Regions from separate parts of the Mus musculus genome. Here region 2 is linked to region 1. Evidence: chromatin contacts called from public HiChIP or PLAC-seq data. All regions are on one chromosome and are shown on one strand. The core of a region is the stretch at or near the end of the contact, and the rest is flanking DNA. Distances in the headings are between cores, read along the strand shown. Region 1 holds the start of Fut4 (fucosyltransferase 4). Region 2 has its middle 67 kb from the start of Fam76b.

Region 1 (4,403 bases), core at 508-3,007:
TGCTCTTCATTGTTCCAAGCAACCATGACCAGAGAACAAATATGTCTAAACTTTAGCAGCCACATGGGCACCTGATAAGGCCTGTGGCCAGGATAGGCCACTTCTTCACATGGGTGACAGGTAAGGAAGGGCCAGCCTCCTTCACCCAGGACACCGCAGCCCCTTACCAGAAAGCCAGACCACCTCTCTGTAAAAAAGCCACGAGGGCCTGGGAATTTTCCCACCCTTGTGCTAAATAATATTAATTGGTAACTCATCTTCACATAAAGAAAAATTGGGTATTTAGAAAACGCAGCCAAGGCGATGTAGTCAGTTCACAGCAGAATGGCCTCATCGCTGGAACCAGTCTGCCAAGTTGTGGATGCTCTTGGGCTGGTCCCCAGAGGTCTGCACAGCTTGGCATGTCCGGCACCATTGCTCATCCCAGAAAGAGGTGATGTGCACTGCAAAGCTCCGGCGCCAGCGGAAGTAGCGGCGATAGACAGCCACGTTTCGGTCGAGAAAGAGCAGGTAGGCAGCCAGGGAAGCAGCATTAGGGAAATCGTCCACGTGGATGAAGGCGCCACGAGGCACGAAGCGCTCATAGTTGGCACGATCTGGGCCGAGCACCACTGGCACGGCCCCAGCCAGAAAGGCATTCCGCCACAGCTTCTCGGTGATGTAATCCACGTGCCGTGAGTTCTCAAAGGCTAGATAAAACTTGTAGCGGGCCACAGTGTGCAGCAGCCCGATGGCTGGCACTGGCCGTCCGGGTCCCGTCCGACCAAACACGTCCACAGACACGTGCCGACTCAGCTGGTGGTAGTAACGGACCCGTGCCTGGTGCTCGTTCCAGTTGCTCACAACCCAGGCCACCAGTCCTCGCTTGCGGGCCAGCTGGGGGCCCAAGCCTGAAGGCTGTTCAGTTGGATCGCTCCTGGAATAGAGGAAGCCATAGGGCACGAAGACATCCGAGTCGGTCCGGTAGGACAGTGTCCAATTGAAGAGGTCCTTGGCCAAGCCCCGCAGCCCTGGAGTATGGGAGGGCGATTCGAAGTTCATCCACACCCACCTCTGCCCAGGGGGACGAGAACCTACGGTCTCCAGGGCTTTGCCAGTTAGCGTCACTGCTCCCTCCTGGTCGTCGAACACGCGTAGTACCAGCGCCTTATCCGTGCGTTCTCGGGCGCCCCAGGGCGGGGGCCAGTCGTGGAGTTCCTTCACCAGGTCGCGGTGGTGGAACAGCACTGCCTGAGCCTCCCCGTAGGCCGCGCGGTCGGTGAGCAAGCGGCAGCCGCTGATGTTGAAGCGCAGGCTGCAATCGGGGGGAGACTTGGGGTAGCCGCCGCGCCCCCTAAAGGGTTCCCACCAGAGCAGCACACCCACCAGGCGTTGCGGAGCTGGGGACGCCCAGGGCAGTGGCGGCAACTGTCCCCAGCAGATGAAGGTGGTCAACGCGGTGCACAGTAGTCCCACTGCCGCCAGCGAAGAGACGCTCCGGGGTAGTCCCCAGCCTCCACACCGTGTGCGACGCCGGTACCCCGGCGTCTCCATGTGGCGTCCACGAGTGGCCACCGCGGCTCGCCACGCGTCCACCGTCCGTGAGGGGCGGCACCGGCTCTCATGCTGTAGCTCTTGCCGGGCCGGAGCCATGGAGGGGGCGGGCGGGGCATCGGCGGACCCACGGGCGGTGCCTCGCCCCTCCCAAGTCCAGGATAAGGTGAGCCGGGCCGGCAGCCCTGGCCCAGCGCCACCCTGACCCTTCCAGACACTGTTCTCCTAGCCCTGCGGGCCCGGCCTGGGGCGTTTCCTGCTGCGCCTGCGCTGGCTGTCCTGCCCAGCCAGGGCTCTTGGACTCCGAGAAACAGCGCCCCGCTGGCGCCTCACCTGGGGTCGTGGCCTCTTGCTGCGCCTTCGTTGTTCCTGCGCCTAGGCTGGCAAACCCTCGCCTTGCACTGGATACCTCCCCCAGAAGCCTCGAAGGGGTGGTGGGGTGGGGGTGCGATCCCACTGTAGAACTCAGAGCAGAATCAGCTTCCTTATTTCACTCTGCCTGGCCAACGACGCCCCTGGGGGGAAGAGGGGGAGGGAGGGAGGAAGGGAGCCCTAGAACAGCTGGAATGTAGTCAGGACAAAACAGGTCAGCTGTGGAGTCAGACACCAGCTGGGGCAGTGTGACTGGTCCTAAGAACCAGCATCCTCTGAGAGAATTATGTGTCAGTGGCCTTTCCAGACCAACCAACCCCTACCCTTTCTTTTTATTCACAGAAGCTATGGTTGTAATTCAGATATGAACCAAAGATGTGAGACCAACAAAGTATTGCAGGGCTAGCTATGCAAGCCTACCATCAGTATCACATGACATAGCCAGAAATGGCCACTTCATGCTGTTTTTTTTTAAGATTTATTTATTATTATATCTAAGTACACTGTAGTTGTTTTCAGATGCACCAGAAGAGGGCGTCAAATCTCATTACGGATGGTTGTGAGCCACCATGTGGTTGCTGGGATTTGAACTCAGAACCTTTGGAAGAGCAGTCCGTGCTCTTAACCACTGAGCCATCTCTCCAGCCCCACTTCATGCTGTTAGTGCATTACTGAAATGATCTGTCACTATCTGTTCCTTATGAGAAAGTGACTGGGTATCAAAAGACTGTGACTATGGGAATAGCTTACTGTGACCTTTAGACACTCCATAGGCTTTCAGTGGAAAACAGTAGACATGTATGTGTTCATCAGAATTCAAATTCCACCGAATTAGGTCACTAAGGTTGACTTATCCTGGAGCAGCTGTACATTCATACAGTAATGGCCAGGGAGATTTGGATTGGTTTTAGAACCTTTTCAAGATTGAAGAGATAGAAATGATCCCATCTAAATTTCATGGGATAAAAATGGGAAGAAAGTAGTTCCTTCAAAGATAGTGTGAAGTGCTACTACCTAAAGAAGAGTTAAGCAGAAATGTGCCTCGCCCCATAAATAAGGCAATACTAGTAGACGATGAAGAGGCTGCACTGATGGTGCTCTCAATCTCCTTGGGAATCATTCTAATTTAGTAACAAGGAGGGACTTTATAGTTAGAGGTCTCCTGTTTCACAGAGCATTGCTCAGGGGGAATCAGCTTTCAATTCTCTGTGTAAAGATAACAGCAAGGTCAGCTATAAAGGAAGACTGTTTGTATGCTAAGGTTGTGTAGATAAATGCCCTATAACTCAACGGTCAGGTGGAGGGAATCAATTCACAATTTGCAAAGGTTGTCTGTTTGCCTCCCATTTCGTATAGGCCCAGGCTCTGTGGGGAAAGGAGCCAGGAGAACTGTAATTCCTAAATTCAAACTCATTCTTTATTCTTCCTCCATGGAAATAGTTCATTTGACTTTTCTATTTGTTTTTGGTTTATGATGTATGGTCCCATGGAGCCCAGGCTGGTCTCAGATTTACTAGGCCTCCAAGGCTGATTCTCCTGCCTCAACTCCATGTGCTGGGGGGTTACAGGTGCATGCTGCCATGCCTGGATGGAGAGAATTTGAACCAAGACCACAACACTTCTTCCTAAGACTACCTTGTGTTCCTCACCAGAGAGAGCTGGTGTTTCCTAAGGGAAGCCCCAGAATATGTTCTGATGGCCTCAGTCTGTACCCAAACTCTGTGAGAGTCTGACTGCTGTCAAAGGGGCTGGTATGTTTTGGTTGACTGTAAGGTTTCTGGAGCTGAATGCACACCTCTCAGATGTACATTCAGTTGCTTTCCTAGAAGAGAGAAAGAGGCAGTGCAAAGTCCATTTTCTGTTAGGAGTCATGTAAGTTATGTGCTTATCCTAGAGGCCAGTGAGCAGGTGTAGCAGGCAAGGCAAATAGGCAGTATTCTTTCTTATGTCACACACACATTTTATCTGCATAACTGGGGAAATTGGTATGAAAAGAACAATAGTTAAAAGTTGTTAGAGATTGCTTAAAATTAACAGCAATTACCCTCCATTTCACTGACCTCAATTTACCCTCTTCTGCACTGTTCTATTCTCTATTGCTACCGATAGTGGTGGTGATGGGTGTGTGTGTGTGTGTGTGTGTGTGTGTGTGTGTGAGTGTGTGTGTGTGCATGTATACATGCATGCATATAAAGGGCGTGGGAAACCCTGAGTACTAGCCTTGGTTATTCCCCTTGTGTGAGAGAGATTTTTTTTGTCCCCACTTCAAATATACATGAGGCTAGCTGACCTGTACGGCTCCTGAGAGTCCTCTGTCTAGCATTTTGAATCACGTGTGCTGGGATTACAGATACATGCTGCTGTATTTGGTTCTACCTAGGTCCTGTAAGTCAACATAGCAATCAGAACATTGCGTTCTTGAACAGCAAGACATTACCCATTGAGTCATCTGGCCCCTGCCTTGTTAAGTCCTTGATAGGAAATCAAGATGAACACAC
Region 2 (4,403 bases), core at 518-3,017, 860 kb before region 1:
CAAGCCGGAATGGGAAGAAGTAACTTCTACAAAGCGCCCAGTGGCTGCTGTCTGACTGGGGAGGGGAACAGTGGGGTTCATTGTGTGGTGAAGGTTTTGTTCACTGGTGTGAAGGAAGGGGTATGTCTCTGGAGGATTCTGCAGCATTTGGTGAGCACTGAGAAGGTGCTCCGAGCACTTTCTGATGGAGCTATTGAAAAGTCAGCGTTACAAGGCTGCACCCCTTTCTCTAGTAATGAAAATAAACGCAGCCCTGGCACACAGGCTGTAATCTGGAAATGGGTTTCAGAAATCCACTCTACTGAGTAAATGGGCTATTACAGCCCATCATTATGGAGGCCAGGAATGTACATAGACTAGAGAGAGGCGGGAGTGGAGCAAGAGGAGAGGGGAGTTAACCATTTCAAGATGTGATAGACTAGAAAGTTTAGCCTCTAAGTTTTCATCTGCCTAATGTTCTTATTGACAGCTAAAAAAAATCTCAAAAACTGTGAGGGATTGAGCTTCCCCCCCCCCCCACATATAAGTGAATATATTAGCTGGGTAGTTTCTTAGATGCTTTTCACAGAACATACAAAACTCTTTGGGGTAAAACAAAGGATGTTATTACTCAGAGTACTCGAAATAGGTGGAATATCAGAATAATAATATGAGGAAAGAGAGAGGGGGAGAGAGAGGGAGGGAGGGGAGGAGAAGAAGGAGAGAGAGGGGGAGGGAGGGAGGGAGGGAGGGAGAGAGAGAGAGGAGGGAGAGGGAGGGGGAGGGGGAGAGGGAGAGAGGGAGAGGGAGAGGAAAGGGGGAAGAGTGGGGAGAGGGAGGAGAGGATGGAGAGGGGAGAGAGAGAGAGAGAGGAGAGAGAGAGAGAAAGAGAGAGAGAGAGTTTACTAAGCTGGAATAGCAGCAGTGTAGACTGTGAAGAGGTATGGGCAACATCTGCACGTGGAGTAGATTATTTAACAGGAGGGGGTCTTGAGCATTATGAACCTTAACCCATTGTGATGGGTAGTGAGCACTTCTTTCCTTTACAGGTTCAGGGTACCCTTTCTTTGGAAAGACAGCTCAACAAAGGTCAGTGTTTGTACTAACAAGGGTTAGGGTTAGGATTGAGGTTAGGGTTAGGATTAGTGCATCTTTTGGAAAACTGTCCTCAACAGAGAGCTCATAGATGTCTGTGGTATCTATGCCTATTGAGGCTCCTCCATCTGAACTGCCACATACTATATCTCACCACCTCCCATTTCTGCTTTCACCCCAGGCTTGGAATTAGGCATGGCATCTTTATTTTCATGCAGTAGGACCCTTGAGGAACGAATGCCATGCTCTTTGCAATTGTGAAGTTAACAGAGTAATCCGGGAAAGGGAAATAACTGGCCTGAGAGCGAGGGAAGGCAGTGAGCCTGGCTGCCCCAGCTATGGGAAGGAGAAAATCACTAGGTGCAGGGAGAGGCAGCATGTGGGGTGCAACAGGCAAATCAATGAGGGACCACAGGCTTGCTCTGCAACTCCTCTAATAAAGGTGATGTATTGTGATAGACAGTTAACTGACAGGTTGACACCCACTGTTGGTGACAAGCAGGTTGACAGTAGAAAGCCAACGAGAAAGAAACGAAAGGGGGAGAGATAGGAGGCATCCCACATGGTTTAAGTGTAACTGCGTTTGTTATTTTTTCTCTTGAATATTTTTAATCCATCACTCCAAGCGCGTCAGGGACAGCTCTCTGTGTCGACTTACAAGAAATGAAAGTGTGAGTCACAGGATGCTGGTAAGGCTAAGGCTCTGGAGGAAGCTGCCAGAGAGAAAAGAAACCAAGCTTGCACACACAGAGGTAGCTGCAAAGATAAAGATCCTTGCTTTAGGAAAGTCCCTCGAATGTAGTGAAACAAAACATGTTATGTAAAGGTTGAATGTGAAGATTCTGTCTACATTTTACAGAGAAACTTAATCCCGCTTGTTCTTAGGTGAGGTTGGAAACTCTACGGGCACCAGCACAGGAGAAGGGGACCCTCACTCATCCCGGTAGACACAGGAGGTAGTGTCTTCGAGCCTATTCTTCATGGAGCTTTTTAATTTCCTCAGCATCCACACAGGGCTTGACCAACTCTTGCTAACAGCACAGTAGACAGAAGGATGAAAGTGAATGATATGCCCTGAACTTGATCAGTCTGTCCCGATGTACAGTGACGTTCCATTCAGTTGACAGAGCTGAACGAGTCCTTCATGAAACCCAGGAACCCAGCGACTGGGGAAAATAAAAGTATTTGTGTTTAGGCATGTACTGCTCACACAGGGATGGTGGGGACACCTGCTTTGAATCTTTCATGCGGTAGGACTTTGTCCTACATGGGAAAGGAAGTTTGCTGAAGACACTGCCCCACAAGTCCTTTTATGGGGGGTTTGTACTCTGCTATGTTTAATTAGCAGCTAAATTTCATTATAGAACACTGTGGACTTTTCTCAGGGATTTAGATGTGAGATCCAGCATTCCTGAAGGTCAGCCGCATGATCCTGTGGATGTTCCAGAATCTGTGAATATGATAAGGTTGGATCACAGATTAATTAATAACTGTAGATTGTAAGTCACATCCCAGTCTACTCTTCTTTCCCAAGGAAAGGATGACTCAAGTTAGCACTAATCAAAAAAAAAAAAAAAAAAAAAAAAAGAATTCTAGGTAATTTTCTTTTTATCTCAAACTCCCAGTATCCTCTGGTCCCCGCTGCTCTGATTTGGACAGCATCCTTCCCTCTTCGTGGTTTCTCCGTATGGCGTATGAACATGACCATTAACCTCACACAGATATGGTTCAGTAACTACTGCCCTACTGTCTTCTCTGAGGACTGGCCTTGTAAATGTCAGCTGTCTCAGCCTGGAGCCCTCTCAGGTTCAGGATCTGTTACTGTGAATTGTGCCTGTTCAGCTGGCAAGCATAAACAGATGCTGAATAGTCCTTTGCGTTTGCTTGAAGACAAAGCCAATGATGACAGTGAAGGCCTTCTGCAACAGCTTATTACAAGTAAGAGAAGCAGGAAATTTATTCTGCAGGTCCCCTCCTTCCAAAAGGGCTTCTCTTATGCATTTAACGCCAGAGAAGCAGAGGAGGGAACCGCATCCTTTGTGATGTGCAGAGAACATTTCTACTTATGTATTCCATCATTGTGTGAAATCCAGCATGCCTTAAGCCGTACTCTCCATTTCCCCCATCACAGCAGCGCTTCTGATTAGTGTTCCTATTTCAGATTTATTCCCACAAGCTTCCAAAGCACAAAACCCCTGAGTCATTCCTCGCTCCTGCCTCCTCCACACACCCATATCCAATCACTAATCAAGTCCTGTTGTTTCTGCCTTCAGAATAATTTTCATATCTTCCTTTTTCCGTTGCCATGGATACCATCGAATCTCCCCTTTTGCTTCATGCCTGGACAACCGTGGTAACTTCTGGAGTCTCTTGACTCCACTCCAGCCCTTCCACAGCTGCTGCAGGACTGACTGCTCTTGCTATGCCAACCCCTGCTCAGGGACCTTCAGTAGCTAGCTCCCTTCTGTTCTTCAAGTCCAAAGTCTTTAACTCCCATGGCCTTGTGGAGCTGACCATATTCAAAAGCTCTCTGTTCATTTACACGAAGTTTTTTGTGTGAAATTTAGGAGGGGCCTCCGAGCTAGGATGCCTTTGGGGTGCCTTCACGAGTAGCTTGCACTGCCAGAATGCAGAGGCTGTAGAGAACAGGGAAGGGCTGTCTCCCGCCCCCAACCACTTAGAGCTAAGGTAGCGTATTGCAGTCGACCTGCTCAAAATGGCCACTCTGAAACTCTATTTTTTTTTCTTTTGGTGTGTGTGCATGCATGTATTCACATATGTGCACATGCAGACATGGGTGCATGCTTATGTGCATGCAGGTGTGGAGGCCAGAGGTCATTGTGGGTATCTCCTCAATCACCCTCGACCACAGTTTTAAGACAGGGTGTCTTCTGAACCTAGGCTGATTATGCTAAACTGACTGACTAGTCCGTGGGCCCCAGGGATCCTCCTGACTCCATCGCCCGAGCTCTGGGATCTCAGGTGTGCACTGCCAGGTCCTTTTATGTTCATATAGGGTGGGAAGGAGGTGCTCATGGCTTTTCCGGAGCAGTCTGTACCTTCTTTTACCCATAGCCTTTGACTCAGGTGGCTTTTAAAAAACTTTCTGAAATATACCCTAACTTCCTTGTGACTGGATGATTCCTGTTTGCTCCTCAAAATTCATGAATATTAATTCTGTGGGAAGTCCTTGACCCCGCAGCTGGGAATACTCTATGTTTGATGTGCTCTTACCACTGCACAGTTTAATTTCTCAGCCTTGACTTGAGGACCTATGGTTAGCCACTCTGCACAAAGACTACGCATGCTCTTTTCAATATTTTTTAAAC

What was found. HiChIP or PLAC-seq counts read pairs in DNA pulled down with a chosen protein or histone mark.
Region 2: a contact with region 1 is called in an H3K27ac HiChIP or PLAC-seq map of T-cell acute lymphoblastic leukemia, with 8 times the contacts expected there. The contact joins the enhancer-like site here to the promoter of Fut4 in region 1. A contact is called at or near these places in 10 of 39 promoter capture datasets (the 3T3-L1 cell line, the C10 cell line, HPC-7-derived erythroid cells and 4 more), 1 of 484 Hi-C or Micro-C datasets (palatal mesenchyme) and 2 of 115 datasets of contacts at active chromatin or transcription factors (T-cell acute lymphoblastic leukemia and stem cell-derived neural progenitor cells).

Annotation. Positions count from the first base shown.
Region 1 is chr9:14,750,365-14,754,767 of GRCm38.p6, forward strand. Fut4 (fucosyltransferase 4) reads right to left here and starts at 1,758. Exons shown (of 1, transcript NM_010242.3): 1 at 1-1,758. The coding sequence starts at 1,632. The coding sequence ends at 331.
Region 2 is chr9:13,892,929-13,897,331 of GRCm38.p6, forward strand. No RefSeq gene overlaps it. Among named protein-coding and RNA genes, the nearest start is that of Fam76b, 67 kb to the left of the region's middle. Within about 2 kb of position 1,768, at least 90 of the 459 cell types and tissues checked have an H3K27ac peak or open chromatin away from gene starts, as enhancers often do. A contact at or near this core is called in T-cell acute lymphoblastic leukemia, where this site is marked.